Regions from separate parts of the Mus musculus genome. Here region 1 is linked to region 2. A link is a contact called in public capture Hi-C data. All regions are on one chromosome and are shown on one strand. The core of a region is the stretch at or near the end of the contact, and the rest is flanking DNA. Distances in the headings are between cores, read along the strand shown.

Evidence for each region. Capture Hi-C pulls out chosen DNA fragments and counts their contacts.
Region 1: a capture Hi-C map of embryonic stem cells shows a contact between it and region 2, with 2.5 times the contacts expected there. The contact joins two enhancer-like sites. A contact is called at or near these places in 1 of 115 datasets of contacts at active chromatin or transcription factors (embryonic stem cells) and 1 of 9 other capture datasets (embryonic stem cells).

Annotation. Positions count from the first base shown.
Region 1 is chr1:54,580,470-54,587,161 of GRCm38.p6, forward strand. No RefSeq gene overlaps it. Among named protein-coding and RNA genes, the nearest start is that of Pgap1, 26 kb to the left of the region's middle. Within about 2 kb of position 4,767, at least 146 of the 459 cell types and tissues checked have an H3K27ac peak or open chromatin away from gene starts, as enhancers often do. A contact at or near this core is called in embryonic stem cells, where this site is marked.
Region 2 is chr1:54,049,127-54,056,102 of GRCm38.p6, forward strand. The region is part of intron 1 of Hecw2 (HECT, C2 and WW domain containing E3 ubiquitin protein ligase 2); the gene reads right to left. Among named protein-coding and RNA genes, the nearest start is that of Hecw2, 140 kb to the right of the region's middle. Within about 2 kb of position 3,880, at least 5 of the 459 cell types and tissues checked have an H3K27ac peak or open chromatin away from gene starts, as enhancers often do. A contact at or near this core is called in embryonic stem cells, where this site is marked.

The DNA of each region.
Region 1 (6,692 bases), core at 3,517-6,016, 530 kb after region 2:
CAAGCGAATAAGACAGCTGTGAGCCAATATCATTCTGTTTACAGAAATGTGCATGAGCCACATTTGGACTGTTGGCCATGATTAATAACCCCCGAACTAGGAGATAACTAGTTCAGCATTCCATAGTCAATGCTCTTTTTTTTTTTTTTTTTTGTAAATGTTAATGTTAGCCAATGTGAATTTATATCAATCAAGAAAACTGGCTTGCAGGGAGATTTGCAAAGAACTTTCAGGCTTATAATTCAAATTTTGGCTAAATGTGGTGAATTTAACCCAAGTCCTATATGTCACTGCATATATAAAATAATGTGACACTGTTTGATATTGTATTATAACTAACTTTATTAAGAGAGCCATCGTAAATACTTACCTAATATACTTTATGAGCATATTCAAACATATGATAAAGAACCTTCTTCTATGGAAATTTAAGGCAATATAAATGCTTTAAATTTATTTTCAATCTTGCTATCTCTTTAAGGGCCAATGTTGTGGAGTTGGTCTAACGCTTATATTATGTTAATTGGGTCCCCAAAATTGCACAAAAATCTTCATGTAAGACACTGAGGATCCCTGACCCCAATTAGTTTTGATTGGTAAATAAAGTTGCCAGCAGCCAATGGCTGGGCCATGAGACAGAGGCGGAACTTTAGTATTCCCAGGCAAGGGACTAGGAAGGAGGAAGGAGAAAGGAGAGAGTCGCCATGCCAGGCCTGAGGGGTACAGTCATTGAAAGACCCACAACGTGAGGACTCCCCCACGTTCTGACTCAGGAGAGGCGACACCCCAAAATCACCAACGAGAAACGGATTTGCTGCAAATTGCAAGAGGATTTTTATTCAAGAGCGCTCTCGGGCCCACGGTCATACACCACACAGGGGTAGAGGACTGTGGCGCCCCGAGTAGCTGAGTAAGGGGGTATTTAAAGGAAGGAACCACAACTCAAGGAGGTGGGAAGGGCGTTGTTGGAAAATACCAAAAATACCAGTTAAGAGTCACAAGGAAGTACAAAGTCACAAGTGTCAGGTTATCTCTCAAGACAGTTTCTAAGAGTCCCTAACAATCTAAGAGCCCCTAGCAATAGCACCTTTGCATAGTGGGTTCCAGTAGTGGTCAGGGTGGGTCAGGGTGACTTTCTTTGAATGAACACTCTTTGAACCCAGGAAGCGGGTGGGTGGAGGAAGGAATGTCACTATCTGCTTTATGATTAGCATACCTTGGAGCATTGAGTTTATTACTCTTTCATCATCATGTAAGAGTCAGAGATCATAGCCCAGGAGAGCTGCACGCCTGGGTCCGGGGCAGCCAAGATGGAATATGGGTTTAGTAAATGATGAGTTGGGATTCTCAGAAAGTACATCAGCAGTGTGGAGATTTGGAAGGGGCTCAGCCATTGAGCTGTTTAAGGCATATTAAAAATAAGGCCGTGTGTGGGGTGGGTAGGAAGGAGCATGTACAGCCATCACCAGGGCAATTTGAGTAGAGATAATTTGGTTACAGCAATAGGCCAAGACCATAGTAATAGTAACTCAAATACGTACGTCTTACCCTGATGCTGAAGATGAGCCACTGATGGGGGAAAGATACTTAAATAGTACAGTGTTATTAAAGATTCTTCCATTATACTTGAAGGATAAATGTCTGCTTAAGACATAATGGTAAGAAGATGGAAACAGACTGAAACTTGCTAGAAAGATTGTTGCTTCGTTGATAAATCAGTTTTCTAAGGCCAGTTACTTGTGTCCTGTCAGTCACAGAAGGGCATTCCAAGAAATTCAGACTTCCAACCTAGCTGTGATACAAGGAGCCCTAGCTCTGTTCTTACTTCTGATGCTTTGTTTCTATGACCTAGGAAGTTACTTATAATTTCGTCCAGCCTCAGTTTCCTCATCCACAAAATGGGAAGAAAAGTTATCTCTTGGTGTTGTTAAAACCATTACATAACTCTGTGTTAAATACTGAATATATTATAGGCTCAAAAATGGTAGCTCTTGTTACTATGAAAACCTACATTAAAAAATCACCACCACCACCACCACCACCACAACAACAAACTTGTCAAGTAGTGTTTTTGTGATTCTAGCACTAGGCAGGCAGAGACAGGAGGATGCTGAACTTCCTGATCAGCTGGGCTCCCCTAACGGGCCAGTAAGAAACTCTCTCTCACAAAACAAGGTGGATGACTCCTGAAGAAAGACAGCCTGAGACTGACTTCTGCCCTCTACCCACATATGCACCTGCATACACATATGCACCTACTTACACATATGCACCCACTTACACATATGTACCCACATACACATATGTACCCACTTACACATATGCACCCACATACACATATGCACCAACTTACACATATGCACCCACATACACATGTGTACCGACATACACATATGCACCCACTTACACATATGCACCCACGTGACTATACAACCCCAATATGAAAATACTATAAAGGAAAACATTTGCCTATTAAGGAAGACTAGTGCTTGTCTCTACAATGAAAAACCATTTTCCTGGTACCAGAGATAAAGGACAAACCAAGAAGTTCACTGACACAAAGGCTGTCATCTTTCTGTCAAAGTCTGGTTATTGCATAAAATTGATATTCATAAATCTTAATTTAATGAAAAACGATGTGAAGTCCAAAGGTATCAGACAGCTAGTGAGATTATTTCTCAGGGCTAGTGAAGAAGGGAAGGATATTTTGGTGACACCCACACTTTCTATGGGTAATTGATTTTTGTTGGTATTCCATCTGGACTCAACCCCTCTTAGACCTAGTGGGGAAACCCCCACCCAATTCCCACTTCAGCGTGCACCCAAAAAATCATGAAGGACCATCTCTTGATGTAATTACATGAGAACGTTTAATGACGGAGCTCCAGACCAACATGCATCCCACACAGGAGATAACGGATGTCGACCACGAGGCTCAAAAGCTAGGGGTTTTTATAGGGTAAGGGGCTTAGGGGTGTGGAATTCAGCATAGCAACACACTATTGGCTTATTCAAACATTAACAGAAAGATTACAGGGCATCAGGACTTTGTTCCTGTGGGCTGGGGGCTTATCTTTGTTCACATAGCAACCAGTTGATGTATGACTTTACCCAGGTCAAGGGGCAGTAGACAGAGGGGAGGTTCCGGCCAGGTGGTGTTGACCCAGACAAGATAGCCCTGTTTGTACAATCAAGCTGTTCTTAGGAATGTCTTGACAACAGCCCTGTCTGTTCTGCTTTGTTCTTGGCCCCAGGTCGGGGGCTCATAGACAACTCTTTTACATGAATCACAAGATACAAAATCTCATTTTCTTTCACCCCCACAGTTACCTGGCAACAGCCAGGTATGCTCCTCCCCCAATGGCCTGGCCCACTATAAAAGGGCCTGCTTGCCCCCTCTTCTCTCTCTTACTCTTACTCTTGCCTCTCTCTCTGGCCTCTTGTCCTCTTGCTCTCCCTCTCTCCCTCTCTCCCTCTCTCCCCCTTCTCTTCTCCCCTCCATGTGGTCATGGCTGGCCTCTACCTCTCTTCTCTTCTCTTCTCTTCTCTTCTCTTCTCTTCTCTTCTCTTCTCTTCTCTTCTCTTCTCTTCTCTTCTTCTCTTCTCTTCTCTTCTCTTCTCTTCTCTTCCCCCCCCCCTCTCTCTCTCCCTTTTTCTGCCTCTACTATCCTCTTAACTTCCCTCCCCATGCCCTTAATAAACTCTATTCTATACTATACCATCATGTGGCTGGTCCCTCAGGGGTAAGGAATGCCTCAGCATGGGCCCACTGAGACATCCCCTTTCCCCACACCTCACCACACCTAGCTAGAACATATCCTTATATCTCTTTCTTTCTTTCTCTCTCTTTCTTTCTTTCTTTCTTCCTTCCTTCCTTCCTTCCTTCCTTTCTTTCTTTCTTTCTTTCTTTCTTTCTTTCTTTCTTTCTTTCTTTCTTTCTTTCTTTCTTTTATAATCACAACAATTTTGAACTCAACACACCAAAGGCCCAAAGCAGCTGTCTTGAGCATTTCAGTTTGGTGGCTGTTTGTACAGCTAGCTGTGTGACTGGTTTTTCTTTCTGCTACTGAAAGGCCTGCTTCAGAACTTAGAGCTGCCATTGTGCATCTGAAAGCTTCGTGGCTCAATCCCTGCCTGCTGCCAAAGTTCTGTTTGAAAGCCTCCTAGAAGTAAAATTCTTAGAGATTCATATTGTGGCACATTGCAAAAGGCAACACTTAAAGAAGGTGTGCACCCAGGTCACTGGCTCTGCTCTTAAGATCCTGAATTCAATGAGTCACACACACACACACACACACACACACACACACACACACACAACAAGCTCCAACAGCTCCCTTCTGGAGGCTCTGTATGACTAATAACCATTTGTCCCTAGAGGAGAGGAGCTAGCCTGATTTTTCAATCTGTTATTTCTTTTTCTGCATCTTGTGGGTGGATCACATGATAGAGACTTTAGGCAAGCAGGTATGTACAGGTAGGTGGCCGTATCTGCTAGCTCTGTTCCAGGAGTTCCAACAGCTGTGCTTATTCTGATGACTAGCTAGAAGAACAGGGGTGGATCCCTCCCTCCTTTCTTGTTCACAAAATCAGTGCTGAGATGAATCCCTTTAAACAGTGAAGAGAACAGCAGGTGTTGTATCCTGAAGAGGTAACAAGTTGTCTCAGCTGAGGAAAGAAAAGCTAAGAGGAGCAGACCTCAACAGTTAGAGACACCGTGTCTGAAAGGAAGAAAAGAAAGAAGTTAAGCCTAAAGAACAAAGCAAAAATAAGTGCAGAGCCACAGGACCTGGGGGGCTGGCCTAGTGCTGATAGGGAAGTGGGCTAGACACACCTCAAAGGCTCCCTGCACCAGCCTGTTACTCTTCCTCACCAATATCTCCTTTTCTAATCTAAGTTCCCCAAGTTGACCACAGTTGGGAGGTCTAAAAGTATTACAAAAGTATTTTACATTACAACAGCCCAAGGACAGAAGGAAGAAGTGGCCCAAGTGAGCAGGCTGTGTTTTTCCACGTGAATTTATTCTGAGTGGGGTGAACGCCCAGGAGAGGCAGGCACCTGAACGTTCACATCGACGCACGCACACACAGGAAGGAAATTCTGACCCGTTCTACATGCTTGATCCCTAATGAGATGCAAAGTGGAAAAAACCCAGAAAGGACAAACACTTCCTGTTGAGGTACACAGGGTGGTTGTATTTATGAGACAAAAAAGCATTGTGTCCAAGCAACGAAGAGCTGTAAAATTAACATATGAAAGAAGCCAGTTGCTAAGAAAGACTGGAGGCCCTTCCCCACCTGGGCGCTGCTGCTGCTGCATGTTGTTGTTGTTGTTCTCCTCATCCTCCTTTTTTTTCTTTTCTCTTCCTTTTTATTGATTCCCTGGGAACCCACACATCTTGTACTCTAATCCCATTCATTTCCTTATCCCTTTGTATCTGCCCTCCACTCTTGCAACCTCACCCCACCAATCAATAAGCAGGGGAGAGAGAGAGAGAGAGAGAGAGAGAGAGAGAGAGAGAGAGAGAGAGAGAGAGAGAGAGAGAGAGAGAGAATGAATCATGGAAGCTGTAGTGTATCACATCTTTACTGGCAAATGTTCATTGCAGTGAGTCGCTGGGCTTCTTGCAGAAAGAAGCAGAACAAGCAGTAGAAAAATCCCAGTGAGACACAGACCTAGGAGAGGTGGCTACTATAAAGCTTCCTGAGCCTCCTGTGTGGATGCCTTTCTTCCACCTCACTACCCTCTCCCATTCTAGAGAGTCTTTCTCTATAAACCATTCCTATTTCTGTTTTCCTTAATAAACGTTATATAAAAAAACATTCCTTTCAACCTTTAAAACGTCAGCAGGGGACTCAGCTGCATTTCTATAGCAGTAGATTGTGATTCTGGGGGGCACTGGGGGGGAGGGAAAAGAGTTATTGCTTAACGGGTTCAGAGTTTCAGTTCTAGTTTCAGTTCTAGTGAGGAGAGATATACAGATGGAAGGCTGGGACCGTTGCACAACTGGGTATATATTAAATATCACTGACCTGTACACTAAAAACATGATAAAAGTGATGGAATTTTTGGTATAAATATTTTACCACAAGATTTTAAGCATGAGTGACGGCCTTGGGAAGATCATTTCTTTTTTTGTTTGTTTGTTTGTTTTTTGTTTTTCGAGACAGGGTTTCTCTGTATAGCCCTGGCTGCCCTGGAACTCACTCTGTAGACCAGGCTGACCTCGAACTCAGAAATCCGCCTGCCTCTGACTCCCAAGTGCTGGGATTAAAGGCGTGCGCCACCACGCCCAGCGGGAAGATAATTTCTTATACTGGCTACACACACATGCATTATATGTGATCCCTCTAGGCACTTTCACTGAGAAATCCAATGATTCTTGATTGTAGGAAAGAAAAGTATATTAAGAAGGTATGTTTTAATTTTTAGGAATTGCTTTTAATGGCAGTATCTTCCTTTTCATGCTGCCAAGAAGTTAATCTTTTTTTTTTTAAACAAAAATGACATTTTCCTGAGAAGTAATTAATCCCACTATGAGAATGAGCAGGAAAGAAAAGACATTGGGACAATGTGTCATGCAGAGCACAGTATGCTCGGGGGGGGGGGGGGAAGGACAAGGGACAAAAACAGAAGTTGTGTAAAACTGGAGGCATAAAAAACTGGTTACAATAACTGTCTGCTGCAGAAAT
Region 2 (6,976 bases), core at 2,630-5,129:
CGGAATGAATGGACGTTAGTGACATGGAAAGGAAGCATAAGTCAGGATTCTATTTTTAAAGAACACAAAGACTTGGAAACAGTTTGCAATGAGGGAATAAAAGTGAAGACTGAAAAGAATCAGTAGTCTTTTGGGCGAATCTAAAGTTAAGAGATAGATATATACATAACAGTGTATGTCCCAAGCTGTTAGAACAGTGGGCCAGGAGCGGGGATAGAATGAATATCCAAGTGCCAGTTTCTACCTACTAACAACCTTAGCATTAATTAAAATACACTGTGCCAATGTGTCCCTGGAGGGCTCAGTGGGGGTATAAAATGTTTAAGAAGTCTAAAATCTTTCAGATGTGTTACTCTCACAGCTTACAACAATTTTTAAAAGAAATGGGTTAGTAGTGCTTGCATTACCACGAGAAACTGTTCACAAAATTGCCTGAAACCTTTGATTTTTTTCCCTTTATAAGAAACATAATATATATATTTTAGTGTTCATGTTTCTGTTATAAATAACACCAAGGTACATATAAAAATACTTGGTAAAGTTGCATAAAGATGGGAGGTGGTGAATTTCAAACACTCTCCATACTAAAGTTGTAATTCTAACTCACAGAACTTTATTGAGCGCAGTGCTCAGGCACAGGAGCATCAGTGCCACTCAAAGCACTGGAAGCAGGCAGCAGACACACATGGACTACTGAAACATAATAACTCTTGATGATGCCTCCGTCTCATGGCTATGCCTTCTGTAAGGGCTAAAAGTCTTCTTCCAAAAGTTATACAAGTTGTGACGTACTTTAGAAGAGGTGGCAGGGGAGTCTGCCTGCAATGTGTCCTCTTACACTGGCCCTTCAACATTCCTTAGATAATCCAGCCCCCTCGTACTGACTATCCTGTGATTATACATGCCAGATCCAACAGGCTCAATCTAACAAAGAGTAATACAAGACACAACAAACAATTAGATACAATCTTTGTTTTTTTTTTTTTTTAAATTTGGGCTTTAAAATAAACAGGATGCATGTGAGGTGCAGCACAAAGAGCTCATTAGTGCTGGGAGGGCAGGTTTGTCTGCCTGTGGGGTTTTTTTTTGGGGGGGGGGGAGATGCCCAGGCTAGCTTTGACCTAGCAGCCAGAGGGATCCCACTCAAATATAAGTCAGATCATGTGTTCTCTTTGCTTGATCCTCCACGGATTGCCTGTCCCCCACCCCACCCCCACTCCCACCCCCCATTTCACACAGAGAAAACGCCAAGCACAGGCTAAGTTTCAATGTCTGAGATTAAGGAACAATGCTTATCATTCTTACAAAAGATACATTAAAGGATAGAAACCGAGTGATGGGACGGACCATGGAGATGTCTTGGTGCTGCACAGACAAGTTTGAATCCCTAAGAGCCATATAAAATGTCAGGTATGGTCCTGCTCATGCCTGTAATTGCAGTGCTGTGGGGTTAGAGACAGGAAGGTGTCTGAAGCTTTCTGACCACTAGTGCAGCACTAGTAAGATCAGTGAGAGACAAGTCTCAAGAAACTAATGGGGCCATGGCCCTCACCTTCCCTGTGTCTTACCGCCATCACAAACCAGGGCTTGTTCCGGGCTTTTCCAGGTGAAGGGCCCCACAAAGTGGAAGGGTTCCCTGAGCCCTTTTGGAACATGTCTTATCTACATCCCAGCTTAGAATTATTCCCTAGTCTCAAAAATACATCTTGAGAAGAATCAAGACGAAAAGGCCATTTTGCTGTTTTCTTGTTTAGCCTAGGAAACCAAGATGCTGGAACTAGAAGAGACAAGACAACCCATCAGTGGTTATCAAGCTGTTTCCTGGAACTTCTGAAGGGATGAAGAAATGTTGACTAAGAAATGAGACCTGAGACCTGTTTAGACACAGATCAAGTCTGAAGCCTCCCCTCTATAAGGGATCAGTAGTTTCTGGTCCTTGGCCCTAACTATTGTGTATCTCAGGACCAGTGCTGTTTTGTGTAAACATCCTCCCTCATCCCAGACTCCTTCAGTTCTTGAATAAAGACCTTGGCTGAGCTTAAGGCTTTTCTGACATCTGAGTATAATAAATTGTGGATAATGGAGCCTGCTGGAAGGAAAGCACACCTGCTACCCAAGGACTTGGGAGGTGGAGGCAAGGTCTTGAATTCAAGGCTGACCTGGAATATGAAAGGTCCAACCTCAAATAAAAAATAAAATGCAGCTTTATCTATGAAAAAAAGAAGAAGAAGAAAGGAAGGAAGAAGGAAGGGAGGGAGGGAGGGAGGGAGGGAGGGAGGAAGGAAGGAAGGAAGGAAGGAAGGAAGGAAGGAAGGAAGGAAGGAAGGAAGGAAGGAAAAGGGCAAAGAGATAGAACAAGGTATTCACATACCTGCACAATACAAACATGCACATATACCATACACACACACATATACACATATGCATATACATACACCATAAAGACACATTTATATGAAACACGAGGACAGGATGAAATAAAATAATAAAAACAGCCGGGCGTGGTGGCGCACGCCTTTAATCCCAGCACTTGGGAGGCAGAGGCAGGCGGATTTCTGAGTTCGAGGCCAGCCTGGTCTACAGAGTGAGTTCCAGGACAGCCAGGGCTATACAGAGAAACCCTGTGTCGAAAAACCAAAAAAAAAAAAAAATAATAATAATAATAATAATAATAAAAACAGTGCAGTGGTTTGAAGAAAAATGGTCCCCAGAGGCTCATTTATTTAAATGCTTAGTCACCTGGGTGTGGAAATGATTGATAGGATTAGAAGAATTAGGAGGCATGGCTTTGCTGGAGGAAGTATGCCACTGGGGGTGGGCTTTCCAAAAGCCCATGCCAGACTCAGTCTCATTCTCTGCCTGCACATCAGGATGTAGCCATGCCTGCTGCCATGCTTCCAACCACAATGATAATGGACTATGCCTCTGAAAACTGTAAGAAAGCCCCAAATTAAATGCTTTCTCTTATAAGAGTTGGCCTATTTAAACCAGGCAGTGGTGGCGCATGCCTTTAATCCCAGCACTTGGGAGGCAGAGGCAGGCAGATTTCTGAGTTTGAGGCCAGCCTGGTCTACAGAGTGAGTTCCAGGACAGCCAGGGCTACACAAACCCTGTCTTGAACCACCCCCTCCCAACAACAAAAAAAACAACAACAACAACAAAAAAGAGTTGGCCTGTTCATGGTGTCTCTTCACAGAAATATAACAGTGATTAAAACAGAAGTTGTTATCAGGGAGTGGTGTTTATTTCTGTGTTAGACCAGACTGTGCCTTTTGCAGAAAGAATATAGAAGACTTTAGGACTTTCAAGTCGAAAGCCTTTTGTATGTTTTAAGCAGGGCTTAATTGCCCATCTTAGCAAGCATATAAAGATAGTGCTGAGTGATTTGAACTGTAGGGGCCCAAATCAAGAGGTTTCTGAGGGGAACAATATTAGTAAACGGGCTAAAGAATATTCTTCTGATATTTTGGCAAAGAATCGGGCTGCTTTTTTAAAACCTTGTTCTAAAAGTTTGCCTGGGACTTTCAAATTAACAGTGTTGGCAGAGGAGATTTCAAGACAACACAGTAGTGAAGTGTTATTATTGTGTGGTTATCAGCAGACACTGTTGGGTAGATCTATAAAGAAAAGGAACAAGTGGGGTAAGGAGAAACATAAAATGTACAGTTTTGGAAGAAAAGGAGCAACTGGAAGTGTAATGGTTCCAGGTCCAATGCTCAAGAGGATAAAATGTTTAAAGAAAATCCTGGTGCTAAATGGAATGAGGGAGTGAGTGCTGTCTCAGGGCAAGACCCAACCCAGTTTACAATTTGTGAAAAGGATTTAAAGGAAAGCTTAAGTGGTGAAGGAAACCATTAACAACAGAATGAGGATGCAGATGTAATTGAAGAGGGGGCCAAGTTCCACTCCCCTGAAGCACAGAGCTTGGCAGCTTTGGCCACATGCTTGTGGCTTTAGAGTCAAAGATGCAAGAAGGGAGTTGTGAAATCTCTCTCAATAGTTAAAAGAAAGATGGTCAGGCTAGGCATGTGTCAGGAACATGCCTGTAAGCCCATATAGGACACTGTGTGAAGCAGTGAAGAAAAAGCCTGGATTTTGTTGGAGACCCAAGATGTTGGAAATGTCAGAGTTGTGGGATACCTGTTAAGGGAAGTTGCAAAAGGCATGTGGAGCCAACTTTAAAAAAAAAAAAATTGTGCTGTAGTCAACACAGCTGAAAGAAGTTGGAGATCTGAAGACTGCTTTGACATCAGACATGGAGATGCAGGGTTTGAAGTTTGCCTGGCTGGTTTTTGGTCTTCTTTTGCTTTGCTTTCTTCACTGTGCTCTCCTTTGCCCCCTTTAGAATTCTGTGCCATTGCATGGTGGAAGTATGTTTATTTATTTTGATTTTTAAAGGGGATTACAGTAAAAAATTACCAAGAGTCTAAGAAGAGACTTTGAACTTTAGACTTTTAAACCACATTGAGACTGTAATAGATTGGGGACTTTTGAAATTAGACTAAATGCATTTTGCATTGTGATGTGGCTATAAGTCTTTAGAAGCCAGGGAGTAGAATACAATAGCTTGAATAAGAATAGCCCCTATATACTCATATATTTAAATGCTTAGTCACCAGAAGTAGAACTATTTGATAGGATTAGAAGGATTAGGAGGTATTGCCTTGTTGGAGGAAGTAAGTCACTGGCCTCTGAAACTGTAATCAAGCTCCCAGTTAAATGTTTTCTCCTTTAAAAAGTTGCTGGAAACATGGTGTCTTTATTGCAATAAAACAATGACTAAGACAGCCTGCCATAAACTAAGAAACTAAGGTCTGTCTCTCATGCCAAGAAGGATGGGAATAGAGTTGACTTTCAAAATATGGTGCTCAGCCAGAGAAGGGCATGGAAGAAAACTAGAGGAAATAGTGAGCTTAAAATAGGTATAGGGAACATTTCCCCCTGGGAATTAGGCTGAGGACAAAGAAAATATTCATGGAAGGTATCTTCACCTAGACATGACAACAGACAGTATGGTATACTACTGCCATCTAGCCTCCAACCCACATCTACAGATCATCATACAGATCACGGAGTGGGGCCCAAACATCACGTTTCTATGATCATGTAGTTCACTGGGATTTGCAAAAGATGTACCAGAATATTTGACTTAACATAGAGTTTTAATACACAGTGTCCTTTCTGTTGTTTAATATAAACCAATATTTCAGTATTTTGTGACTATAGCACCCTGATCTTGGGAATTAGCAACTGGAGACTTATTTGTACTGATGTCTTTTATATGCAGAAATAATAATAATCCTTTGTTATTCAAAGCGCTGTATCATCCAGGCTTAGAGGTTTCTGTAGGAAATCAGTAATAACTCTTATCATAAACACCACAGTAATTTAAGTTGTCAGACTAGAGTGATATTAAAAATCTGTCAGATGAATAATTAACTTCTCAAGGAGACTTTCAAAGGATACAGCCAAATAAACCATTTTTAAGTCAATGTGTCAAATCTCTAATAGAAAACAAACTCACCAAACATGTTGGTATCAGTAGACTCCAAATCCATATTGAGCTGCACAGGGGGATGAGAGGTCTACATCATGCATTTCAACCCAGGCCCAGAGAAAAGCCCAGGAGAAGCATTCTGATTGACTACACCCCTAATTATGGATGACACTTGTTGACTGAGGTACATATATAATATCATCTGCTTTAGTTCTATTTTTGTACACAGAGTCATGTTTAGATTAGGATCTGAGACCAACTACAGAGGAGACCTGCAGTTCAGAGCAAGCCGGCCCAATGACAGCACATCTCAGTTTCTGGATTAGTTTCTGAGGAGGGAATAATAAGTCCTGTAAGTCTGAACTTTAAAAACACTATCATGGCATGGAGCTTCTTCTCAAATTCCATAGCCAAACCATATCAAAACGTGACGACCTAAATGTATCACAAAGTGAGTGGTGAGACAGGGAGAAGAAGTACCTTTGTAGGATGCTTTGCCAGTCTTAAAAATAACACATACACACTGTAAAAATATGTTAAAAAATAGAAAAAGAAATGAAAAATCCTTAAGGTCAGTTCCCAGACATGATAACCTACAGCAGTCTGGTCTAGAAATACATGCATAGCTATTTATGTATAGATAAGATGAGATCACACTACAAAGCTGAACTGCTTTAGAGCCTATTTTTTTTTTTACACAAGTGTAATACACACATTCATATTAACAAACAATACACTGTAACATCCTTTTAAGTAGTCATTGGTATAGCAAATGTAATTCCCTCAAGACGGTCAGTTAGGTTATTAGTACAAATGCAACCTCATACTTTCATTTTGGCATTTGCTGAGGGCAAAAAAGTCGAGTAGAGGTAGTGTGGTGTTGGGGTGTCATAGTTTAACAAATAAAAACTAAGGATGTATGGAAAGGCCCTATGTGAAACTTAATTTTAAAATAGAGCTTTTAAAAGGTTGGGACATACTTTATATACATAGATAACACTTTCCCAAGAAGACTATTAAATGAAAATCTCAGTGCTGTGTGTGTGATACCTCCCTACAAATTATTGCTCTTGGCTTCCTACCTTAGCTAGATAATGAGACCCAAACACACTTTGGCTTTAGACTATGTAGAAATCAAGCTAGAACAGACTGGGAACTTCCTCCCTCTGGCTAGCTTTAGTGCTTACAGGTAGTCAACAGAGAAGAACAATCATCAGTGGACTTACCCAACACTGGCCCCTGTGAGATATAGTACCAACATAGAGGTATCGACTGGTGCAGTAGTGTCATGGCTGCTGCGAGGTTAGTCAACCACTTTCTATGGGATTCAAGGGGAGAATTTGTACCTGGTACTCTAAACCTCATCAGAAGCCCAAGGTTTGGGAGCTTGCAGGCCTTAGAAGGAAATGTAATGTTGCTTCACTAAATGGAATGTTGTATCTGCTTTCTAAATATTTACATTTTTACCCATAGATCAAT